Linked DNA regions of Callithrix jacchus: region 1 is linked to region 2. A link is a contact called in public Hi-C data. All regions are on one chromosome and are shown on one strand. The core of a region is the stretch at or near the end of the contact, and the rest is flanking DNA. Distances in the headings are between cores, read along the strand shown.

Region 1 (5,553 bases), core at 1,663-4,162, 180 kb after region 2:
CAGCACAGGAAGAACTACCAGCATTCTCAAACCTGGCTCCCAAGCCTCTGTCATAAAGAAGGGCTGTGTCCTTGCTTCACCACACTTTGCCTGACTCTCATTTGTAAAATGAGAGAGGCTGAAACAAATGGTCTCGAATATACACTCCCCCTCTAATTTTGTCCATCCTGCTTTCATCTTCTTCAAACATAAGGGGGACCCAATCACTGAAGGTCCCAACTTAAGGAAGAGCAGAATTATTCTTTGCCTCCTGAATGACTCTGGGCAAGGAACTGTGCTTGGTTTCTTCTGTTTTGGGCTTCTGCCTCCCCGGCAACGGACACCCCACAGAAATATCCGAGCAAGGTTATCCTGGGAGTTGATGGAGTTGACCGGCCCAAGTGCTGCTTTACTAGCAAGGCAGTAAGTACACGCCAGAAGGTCTTCCGAGGTTCTGGGTGCAGACTGGGATCTCCACTGTAGGTTCCAGAAGACAGAGCGGCTGAAGGGACAGTCTCCCGGCAGCCCCCAGGGCAGGTCCAGCATCATTACAGAATGCTGTGGAGTGACACTACGAGTTTGGTCATGTGTCCTAGGGTGGAGTCCGATTGCTTTGTTTCTTCCTCAAGGCACCCTCACCAGAGACAGAAGCAAGACAAGGAAACTGATGTTGTCACCAAGAAGTAGTAATCGTTTATTTGTTAAAAACATGGAGTGGCCGGACACAGTGGCTCACACCTGTAATTCTAGCACTTGGGGAGGCCGAGGCAGAAGGATCACTTGAAGCCAAGAGTTCGAGACCAGCCTGGTCCAACATGGTGAAACCCCATCTCTACTAAAAATACAAAAAAAAATAGCCAGGCGTGGTGAAGCATGCCTGTAATCTCAGCCACTCAGAAGGCTGAGGCAGAAGAACTGCTTGAACCCAGGAATTGGAGGTTGCAGTGAGCCGAGATTGCACCACTGCACTCCAGCCTGGGCAATTGAGCGAGACTCAATCTCAAAAAAAAAAAAATGGAGCATAACTATGTAACAGACAGTGTACTAATGGCTGGTGTTCAGCGAGGGGGAGCTCTGGGCCCCCATGTGCACATATAACCAGATCATAACGGCAACAGTGTGTGCCAAGGCTGGTGCGCACACACACACACACACACACACACACACACACGCACACACAGTGCTAGGGGGGCCCACACACAGGAGAGCCTGGAGAAGGTTAGAAACATCTTTACAGCAATCCTGATACTTGAGCTGGCTCCTGAAGGAGGAAAAACAGTTTGCCGGACAGCATGGAGAAGAGAGAATGAATTCAAGGCAGAGGACACACGGGGCAAAGGTTGAGTCGGCAAAGGGCATGACCTGCTCAGAGATGAGTGACAAGTTCAAGGCGGTTGGGATAAAATGCTTTCCCTGATATTCCAGCAAGGTTTTCCGTATGCATATCTAGGTGATTACTTCAGATGGCTCGGCTTACGAGGATGGTAACAAAACACTATAGTTCATAAATTACAACATCAGGCTTGAGACTACTAAGAAACAAGCTAAATACATAAATAAATAAAAGCAAGGTGCAGAACAATATTCACCGTTTCTACTAATTGTGGTTTCAAAATTAGGAAAATATATTCCTAATTCGTAAAAATATTTCTAGAAGGGTATTTTAAGGAAATTCTCATACAGTGATCCCTTGATGCTACACAGTGATGCAAACAATTTGTGTACATTAACTCATTTCATCTGCCCAGTAACGCTGGGAGGTAGGTCTGTTTTTCCTCATACTTCACAGTTTAGGAACTGAGGCAGAGAGTTAAATCACTTGTCCAAGGTTAATCTGCCAATTCATAACAGGATGGAAAGCCAAGCCAGACTCTATCTCCAGTGCTCTTACCGGGATGCTTTACCACCTCTCATGAGACAAGAGTAGCTCAGTCCCCTCCAGAAGGAGAGAGGGACTAGGAAGATGGGTACAGAAGTGGGAGCCGCATCACGTTCTGTATCTCTTCCTCTGCCTAGGGCAGTGCTCCAGCTGAGGGCCAGGCACCTTTCCAGTCTAGAATCTTTTGTCTCTTCTCATTCAAAACAAACAAATGTAAACACAAAAAATGGGACTTTTCTGACATTTTTAAGGTACAGATATCGTGGGTTGAGGGAGGGAGAAAGAGGGAGGAAGCAAAAGGAAGCCACAGCCAGTTTCCCCTTCTATTCCCACTGCCAAGTCCAGCGGCACTGCTCAAGCAGAGCAGGGGAATCGAATCCAGAGCTACAAGAGGTGGCAGAATGCTAGGGTGGAAGACAAACCCAGTCACACAGAAGTCCCCTGTCCCCCTGTCCTTTCTGTGGTCACTTTCTAGACCCATCTCAACCACTGCAGCTGCTAAATGGAAACGCACTGGAAATCAAGATGACGGCACTGGAAGGAGGCAAAACTGCATATAAAGGGGCAGCTCCCGTGCCTCCTTCTACAAGGGTGCTTCTCAACAATGATAGGTTGGCTGAGGCACCCAGAGGTGGAAGGTCCAAGCAGAAAAAGCTTTATTACTCCCTACCAACTTCAGTGCAATACAGCACCCTGGCCCCGCCTCCACCTTCTTGAACTAGGAGCCCATATATTATACCGTGCCATGGATCATTTCAGCGAAAATCAACTAGCATTCTTCTGACCTGGGGCAAAAAATTTCCTCATTGAGATCGTGAAAAATAACATTACATCATGTTGCCTGTGTCAGGTTTATAAATGGGCCAGGGGGAGGCTGGGGTGTAACCTGACGCTATCAAAACACTGGCCCTCGGAGAAGAAAAGAGGCCATTGTTGTAGGCTGTCAGCTCTCCTCTGGCTGGAGGTAAAGTGAGATGCGAGAAATGTTAGTGGGAGGCCAGGCACAGAGCAGGTCCTCACTCCCTACCTACTCTCTCTGTCCTCAAAAATCAGGCAGGCTCCCTCCAAAACGGCTTGTCCCCATTTCCCGTGGGGTGTGTCTCCCTCTTTTCTATTCTCCGAGCCGAGTGGATGAGTTAAGTAATTTTTATTCTCAAGCCTCAAAGCAAAGAAGCAGGAATAGGATGGCAAAGTCCGGGAACCATTTTTTTTTTCCTAAGCAAGACATTTCTCTGAACAGACAACTGAAAGGGAAACTGAGCCCCAGTGATTATGTATACGTGAGCATCATTAGTGTATCTGAAACAGAGAAATGTGAACACGGGCCAAAGCTAGAGAGAAAAACAGACCCCCACAAGGGTTACGTGAACACCCCACTCTAAGGCGAGAAAGAAATGCTGAAATCGGAGAGGGAAAAAAATATTTCAAAGTGAAAGGCCGGGGTTCGGATCAGGGGACAGGAAAGTGACCAAAAGAACATGGGAAGGATCACGGAGCTGGGACAGACACAGAGTTAGCCAAAGGACAGAGCGCTGGCACAGACAGTCAAAACATTTTAATGGATAAAAGGAAAGGAAAAAGGATTTATGGTGAGAGAAATCCAGAAAATAAAAAGCAAGACAAATGCAAGGCAGCCTGACTGGAGACAGAATTCACTGGGCTGGTCAAACATTTAATTTGATTTTCTCTTTTCCTTCTTCCCCATCCCCCAGCTTGGATTTGAAGGAGAGGGGGCATGCAAATGTACTTACTATCCATGGCAGAATGTGCATAGATACTTTTGGCAGGAGGGCCAAGCACACGGGCCTGCCAGCCCATCACAGCAAGGGTGATGCCAGCCCTGTGATCATCCGGGATGACAGGCCTAAGGTCCCTGATGAACCAGAGAACACAGGGACACAGTGCAGAAACCCCATCGCTTGTGGCTCTCCTGGTATTCTGCTTGTTTGTTTCCAGCAAATTATTGCTAATCCTATCATCACTCTCTAGGACCTTAACCTCTTACAAAGGGTCTCCCCAGCCACCCCCCCATGCCTTCCTGGCTTCATTCACTAACAATTAAGAAAGCAGGCCATAGAATACGGGGTTCCTCATTGCCAAACTCTGCTTTTATGTTAACCCCACCGCATTCTCTTTGGAACACAACAGGACCCTCTCAGCTAAAGCAGAATGATGCCCCGTGGCCCAAGGGCACCATCCTTCAAAACAGCTTTCCCACAGAGCCCTGGAACCAGCCCCTTCCCTGCTTCAAAGGTGAGAAGCAGAGGGGCCACGGATCACCCTCCAGCTCAGAGCTTACATTTCTCTCACAATTCCAGTCCCTCAAGTCTTTCTTTCTCAGGGAGGTTGTTGTTGGCACCAGAGCATGCTGCACTGGGCCGATGGCAAGTAGGGACTTGGGGCAGATGAGGCAAAGGAGGTGGCAGCCACCAAGTGTCTCAGTGCTGAACCTGATGGAACAAAAGGAGACGCGCAAGCATGGAAGGTGGGGCCGTTCCACAGAGGCCACTGCGAATGTGCACCGACCCTCTGGTGTAACCGGTTCCAGTCTTGGGGCTTCTGTGAGTATTTCTGTTACTACATCAGGAAGCCTTTTGCTCAGACACGCCAGTCACGGGCCCCTTGTCTGTTGAAGATGCCCACGAGTTGTCTAACTCTCACCTTCTTTTACCATATCCCCCAACTAAATTATTCATTGCATTTCACTGAAGAAAGATGGAGTGCCTAGGTGACAGGTACTGGCTTAGGTGCTGGGAATTACAACCGTAGGCCAGGTAGGAAGAGTCTCTGCCTCTACGCAGTCTGCCTTCCTTTCCCTGTCCCCATTTCCAAGGCTCTTACCAAGCGCACCAGAAAGGCTTTAGGTGATTTCATGAAATCCATGCGGCTCACACAATTTGCCCAGCAGTCCCTAGTAATCTGGAAGAGGCTGAGAATCTCAGAGGACCCAGAGAAATGTGGAACGGGAAAGCCTCAAGGGGCCTGAGGAGAGATTTGGAATTTGAGCGGATGGAGGATATTTAAAAGGAAAGGGAAAGAAGGGTGTAGCCACAGGAAAATGGTAATTTGAGGAATTTGCCTACACACTGCTTAGGCATGCCATCTACCTCCTCTGGTGACCCTACCTAGGATTTCAGTAAGAAAGGACCAGTACAAAAACATTTGCCTAATGTGCAAGCAGGATGGGTTACAGGGAGCAGCTGTGTCCAACCGGCACCTTCAATTCTGTGTCCCTAGGGACTGAGTCTCTTGTTCTGAACTTATCACTCTCTCAGGAAAGAAAAAAAAAGGGCAATGTTAAGAGAGGCTTCCTGTACATCAGTGTCGTGTGGGAAGTTTTTCAAATTATAAAAAAAAAAAAAAAAAAAAAAAAAGAGGCCTCCTGAAAAGTCTGACACCTCTGGTCCTAAATTTATTTTCTCATTAATGAGTAAAGGGGGATTTATTGTCTGAACCAATGTCTGTTTTATATCAACTCTTTTTCCCTGCTTTCCCCTCAGACAGTGGAGCTCCAAAGAGACCAAGAGCAGATGTTTTATGTTTCAGGAGAGAGCAGTCTCCACAATTCCTAAGAGATTCCTGGAATTCTTATTCTTAACAAAAATTAGCTACAGAGAAAGAATCATGAACTGGGAGCCCACGAAGCCTCTGGAAGCCAATCATTTCTTCTCTTCCTCCTACCAACCTTGTACCAC
Region 2 (5,577 bases), core at 2,190-4,689:
AGCGGCAGCGGGTTGGTGGGGGTGGGGGGGAAGTGTTAGCATTTCATTTAGCTTTTAAGTCATTTTATGAATCCTGCAAACACATACTCCTGAAAAAGAAATTTTAATTCACCGCAATTTAATAGAATTAGTTTCTAAATGTGGCCAATTAGAAATCGATGTGATAGATACAATGCACCACAGCATAAATGTTGCTTGCATTTACACTCAGAGTTCAGGACACAAAAATACGTCCGAAATCAGAGATCTGAAGAAAATTAAAGAATGAAAAGACAAAGGCAAAAAAAACCAGCAACAGTCATTTCCAAATTACACCCTTTAAATTATACTCAAATTAAGAAAATTGATAATGATTGTGCAGGAACCAAAAAAAATTTTTTTTAAGGAACGATATCAACAAGAGAAAACCTTAAAAGAAAACCTTCATCTTGTACTATTTTGCAAAGAAAATTTGGTTCTGGAGGACTTGGGCTGTGTCTATAACACTTGGTTGGGGCAGGGATGGACCAGTAAACAACCTTGCATGCTCATATTTGCAGCCAGAACAAGGAGAATCCAAAATACCACTTCAGAATGGGTGTTGGGATGCACTGATACGGAAACTGTTCAGCTTGGATTTTTTAAAAATCCCACCAACATTAAATAAATAAATGAAAAGGGTGATATGTCTAAGCAGAACTGATACTACCTATTTATTGCTTGAAGCCAGTGCTCTGGTGAGTAGGAAACAAAATGATTATTTAAAAGCTCCTTTTTATCTCTGCAGCACCATGCAAGACTCAAATGAACCTTTCGCCGGGACACCAGAGATGTTAACACTCATCCTCCAAGATCCAATTTCAACCAGCGGAGCTGTTACCTAATCCAGCAACCATCACATATGATCAGGTTCCTGCTTCCCTGATGGGTGCCCTGTGCTCTCTCCCTCCCCCTCACTTCTTTCCTCCCCACCCAGCAGCTTTTTCTGAAATAGGTTTTAAAGGGCCAAATCCTGTTTCTCCCCATGCATGTAGGGTTTTAATGGCTAGGCAGGCCTGGACACCTTCACTACCCAAAAAAATTGTCATCAATTGCAGTGGATATGCAATCCACAGAGGGCTTGCCCATGAAGATATTTAACCCATTTGGTAATAATTCTTATAGGAGTTTCCTTCTCACAAATCCACCCAATTATGGAAGAGACCAGTTGAGACAGGTAGGTGATTTACACAGGAATTGTCACAAGCCCTTAGAAAAGCTTCTGATGTCACATGTGCTTTGCTGCTATTGCTTGCCCTGGGGTTAATTCTTTGGTAAAACTCCTGAGATAAGGGGACTGTCACAGCATTGTTGGAGCTGCTCTCACCACTGGTCTCCTGCTGTTCTTTCTTTCTTTCTTTTTCCTTACATAAGGAGGAAAACAAACAAAACCCAAAGGCATAGTCAAGATCATCCTTGGCGGGAGGGCTGCGTGCGGGTTGTTTTGTCCTTGGCTGAGTGACGTGAGTCCAGAGCAGCCCAACTGACGCCCACTAGAGGGCACTCTTTCTTCACCAAGGACTGGTTCTCCAGGCAGGTGAACAGTCTGGTCTCCAGGTTAGTGCTGGGGGAATGCCTCTGCTTACATTCAAACTTCCACAGGTAGGGGCGCGTGGGGTGGGGAGGAGGGCAGAGCTACAGAGAGGGTAGTCTTCAGATTTGGGCAACAGTCCACGGGCCCAAAGGTGAGCTGAGAGAGACAAACAGAGATAAAGAACAAGACAGCAGAGAGGCAGGTGGTTTCAGGAAAGGCACAGGTAGCCTCCCGAAGGTGTGTGCAGAAGGCAGGCTCTCTCTGGCTGACCTCTTTGTTTGATACGTAGGCACAAACCTCTACACAGAGTGTCCTATTGCCTAGGAGCTAAGTCTTTACCACATCCTACCAGAAGAGTTAAAAAAGACAGACCAGCTTTCCCCACCTCATTCCCAAGTCAGCTATGCAGTTTAGAAACAGAGCAAGGCGCTTGCCCCCGAGAGCATCAGAGTTAGACCTTCTATTCGTTCATAAAGTACTTGCACACACTGAATTACATCACCCTATAAAACATGAAGTAATGTTCCAAACTTACATAGCAGGTAATTGAAGATTATAAAGGCAAAGCACATTTCCCCAGAATCAAAGCAAATGAGACACAGCCGAGACTCAACTCTAGCTCTTTAACTCTCAGACACTTTAGTCCTCTGCAATATTGGAGTTCTGAATCTTTTTTGCAACAGGCAGCTACATGGATGTGATAGCTCTTCTTTGCGCGCGCACACACACACGCATGCGCACGCACACGCACACACGCGTGCACACGCATGCGCACGCGCACACACACACACGTGCACGCGCACACAGTCTCTTCTGATGCCCAAGTCATACCGATACTTTGGACAAGAAGAAAACAATCAGATATGAATAACAGAAGGAAGCTCTTTCTATTGATTTCCTAATTTCCTTTAATTTCTCTAAATCTAATCCTCTCCTGTTATCTCTTTCCGCCATCACGGTTAGAGCCACTGTGTGGGTGATAGAATGCCCTCTTCTTTCTCGGCCACAGAAATCCACTCACCACAGTCCTATCTTACTTTAAATCTCAGCTCAAAATCCTTCTTCATGAAATCTGCCCTAATGAGAACAGCCAAAAATGATCTCTAAGCCTGAGTCACCAGGTCACGTACTGCTGACACCACCGCCATGGGGCATCTCAGGACACGCCAGGGCACACCTACCATCTTGCCAGCAAGACTGTGAACTCCTGAAAGGTGGTTCCCCGCACAGCCTCCAGGCAGGTGAACAGTCTGGTCTCCAGGTTAGTGCTGGGGGAATGCCTCTGCTTACATTCAAACTTCCACAGGTAGGGGCGCGTGGGGTGGGGAGGAGGGCAGAGCTACAGAGAGGGTAGTCTTCAGATTTGGGCAACAGTCCACGGGCCCAAAGGTGAGCTGAGAGAGACAAACAGAGATAAAGAACAAGACAGCAGAGAGGCAGGTGGTTTCAGGAAAGGCACAGGTAGCCTCCCGAAGGTGTGTGCAGAAGGCAGGCTCTCTCTGGCTGACCTTGATAAAGAATCAAGGAGGGAAGGAGGATGCAGGCTGGGGAGATCCAAGGATCTTTGCCTCAGCTTCCTGATCTCAGCCAGGCATGTGTATGTGCGTGATCTCTTTTGCCCTGCATTCCAGTTACAAGCTGTACCAGAGCCAGCATGCTGTTGGATAGAAGGCTGTTCTCTCTGCCACCTCTTCCATATCCACTTCAAAAAACTGTCAAATCTGCCTTTTCAAATCTGACAATTCTAAACAAGCAAAACTACGCTGGCATTAAGCCAGAGCTTCCTGGACCCAGCCTGGTATGTTCCCCGTAAGCCAACATTACCCGTGACAAAGGTGCTGGGTGCTGCGAGAAGCCTGGCTCGTGACTGGTACCTGGGGAAGAAGCCCCCTGTGAGGGCTGATGGGTCCTGGCAGCCAAGGGGCCACATAGAGGTGATCTTCACAAATGGGCCCTCTGAGGAATGCTCAGTGCAGTCAGACAAATTACTGCTTGAGTACCTCCAAGGTGACAGTGACGAGCTAGATCCTGGGACCTCAGATGAACCAGACATGGGCTCCGACTTCAAGAAGCCTGTGGTTTATGCTCCTCCAGCCCCTCGGACACAGGCCACCAACTGCTTTGAGGCCTGTGGACACATGAGATTGCCAGGGTCGGCGGATGACAACTGAAGATCTCCAACTGACGCACACACACTTCGTCCTCTGAATTTGTTTACTTCTTGTAAGCACAATATGGCCACAGCCTGGAACCGCCTCAAGTTGAGAAATAACTACGCTTTCATTTGATTCTTCTCAACCAAAGGTGGGACCCAAATCTTCTGTTAGTATTTTGAAGCTCAGGGCAGCAGATCCTGATGTTCTTCACTCCTAAGTCTCAATCTCTCTGTTTGATGTTAAATATCTTTCTTTTACGGTGATTTTTCAAGATATTCATCAAACAAATAGAAATGACTGAGATTCTATTTTCTAAATTTTACAAGTCAGCATTACTGATAGCTGTCAGTCAGCGCTTCTGATTAGCACAGGGAAAGCAGTTACCACCTGAGTTGACACGTTCCAGCCCCACGTGGAGATCCTGGATGCTGCAGTGGGCCTGGAGCAGCCTTTTCCGATGAGAAGTTCTAGTTTAAGAAGTCTCCAAATGGCCAGGCGTGGTGGCTCATGCCTGTAATCCCAGCACTTTGGGAGGCTAAAGCAGGCAGATCATGAGGTCAAGAGATCAAGACCATCCTGGCCAACATGGTGAAACCCCATCTCTACTAAAAATAAAGAAATTAGCTGGGTGTGGTGGCGTGCGCCTGTAATCCCAGCTACTCAGGAGGCTGAGGTAGGAGAATTGCTTGAACCCGGGAGGCAGAGATTGTAGTGAGCTGAGATCATGCCACTGAACTCTAGCCTGGCACCTGGCAACAGAGCAAGACTCTGTCTCTAACAACAACAAAAACAAAGAAATCTCCAAATGTTGAAATCCACCCTGGTTCACCCAAGGCTGTCTCTCAGCCCCTAGAATCTCAAAGACACTGAGTTGGGACTTAATCTAGGTCCAGGGTTTTTTTTTTTTGAGACGGAGTTTCGCTCTTGTTACCCAGGCTGGAGTGCAATGGCGCGATCTCGGCTCACCGCAACCTCCGCCTCCTGGGTTCAGGCAATTCTCCTGCCTCAGCCTCCTGAGTAACTGGGATTACAGGCACGTGCCACCATGCCCAGCTAATTTTTTGTATTTTTAGTAGAGACAGGGTTTCATCATGTTGAGCAGGATGGTCTCAATCTCTTGACCTCGTGATCCACCTGCCTCGGCCTCCCAAAATGCTGGGATTACAGGCGTGAGCCACCGCGCCCGGCCCAGGGTTTCTTAAAGTAGGGGATTTGATTTGATAAAATTTTTTTAAAGCCATTCCAACTGTTTTTCTTAGTTTGCTAAGCAGGTAGACCAAAATATGACCAACTTTAGGGATTTGAAGGCTTTAGTCAAACAAAGGCAAGAATTTGAGGTCAAGTATTTCGTCCCAGGAATATTTATAGAGCATTTACTACAGTGCCAGGCACTGTGCTGACTTTCCATATAAACGTGGTCCTGTGAGGAGCTGAGATTCACTCATGTTTCACATTTAGCCAACAGCCACTATGTGTAAAACTTTACGTGAGGTTTTAGGGCAAGAGATGAAAACAAAAGTATATGACACTCTTGAGACAGTTTTAGGTTTTCGTTTGTTTGTTTATGTTTTGAGGTTGTCTTTAGAGAAACACACCGAGCTTTTCTTGTCATCTCTTTTCCTGGGCTAGGTTTTGGCGGTTCTGGTCACGAGTATTTTCTACTTCTCAGGGGAGGCATGGGCATGGATCCCATTCACATGTTCCCCACTTGGCACACAGCGCCTCCCTGGGCCAGCTGGCAGGGAGAAAGCTAATGTGCTGGGCGATAGGCCCCTGCCTTTCTGGATGGGTGCCGGCTGCCTGGGCGAGGGGCTTTGGTCCTTAATAGCTCAAGTCTGGACTGCTGCTCGGGAAACCCCTTTGCCTAAA

Evidence for each region. A called contact is a pair of places that touch in the nucleus more often than the background predicts.
Region 1: a contact with region 2 is called in a Hi-C map of skeletal muscle, with 6 times the contacts expected there. The contact joins two enhancer-like sites. A contact is called at or near these places in 3 of 3 Hi-C or Micro-C datasets (induced pluripotent stem cells and skeletal muscle).

What each region holds. Positions count from the first base shown.
Region 1 is chr18:37,182,314-37,187,866 of calJac240_pri, forward strand. All of the region lies in intron 2 of PBX1 (PBX homeobox 1), which reads right to left. Among named protein-coding and RNA genes, the nearest start is that of PBX1, 55 kb to the right of the region's middle. Within about 2 kb of position 2,913, at least 8 of the 16 cell types and tissues checked have an H3K27ac peak or open chromatin away from gene starts, as enhancers often do. A contact at or near this core is called in skeletal muscle, where this site is marked.
Region 2 is chr18:37,001,717-37,007,293 of calJac240_pri, forward strand. All of the region lies in intron 2 of PBX1 (PBX homeobox 1), which reads right to left. Among named protein-coding and RNA genes, the nearest start is that of PBX1, 240 kb to the right of the region's middle. Within about 2 kb of position 3,440, at least 4 of the 16 cell types and tissues checked have an H3K27ac peak or open chromatin away from gene starts, as enhancers often do. A contact at or near this core is called in skeletal muscle, where this site is marked.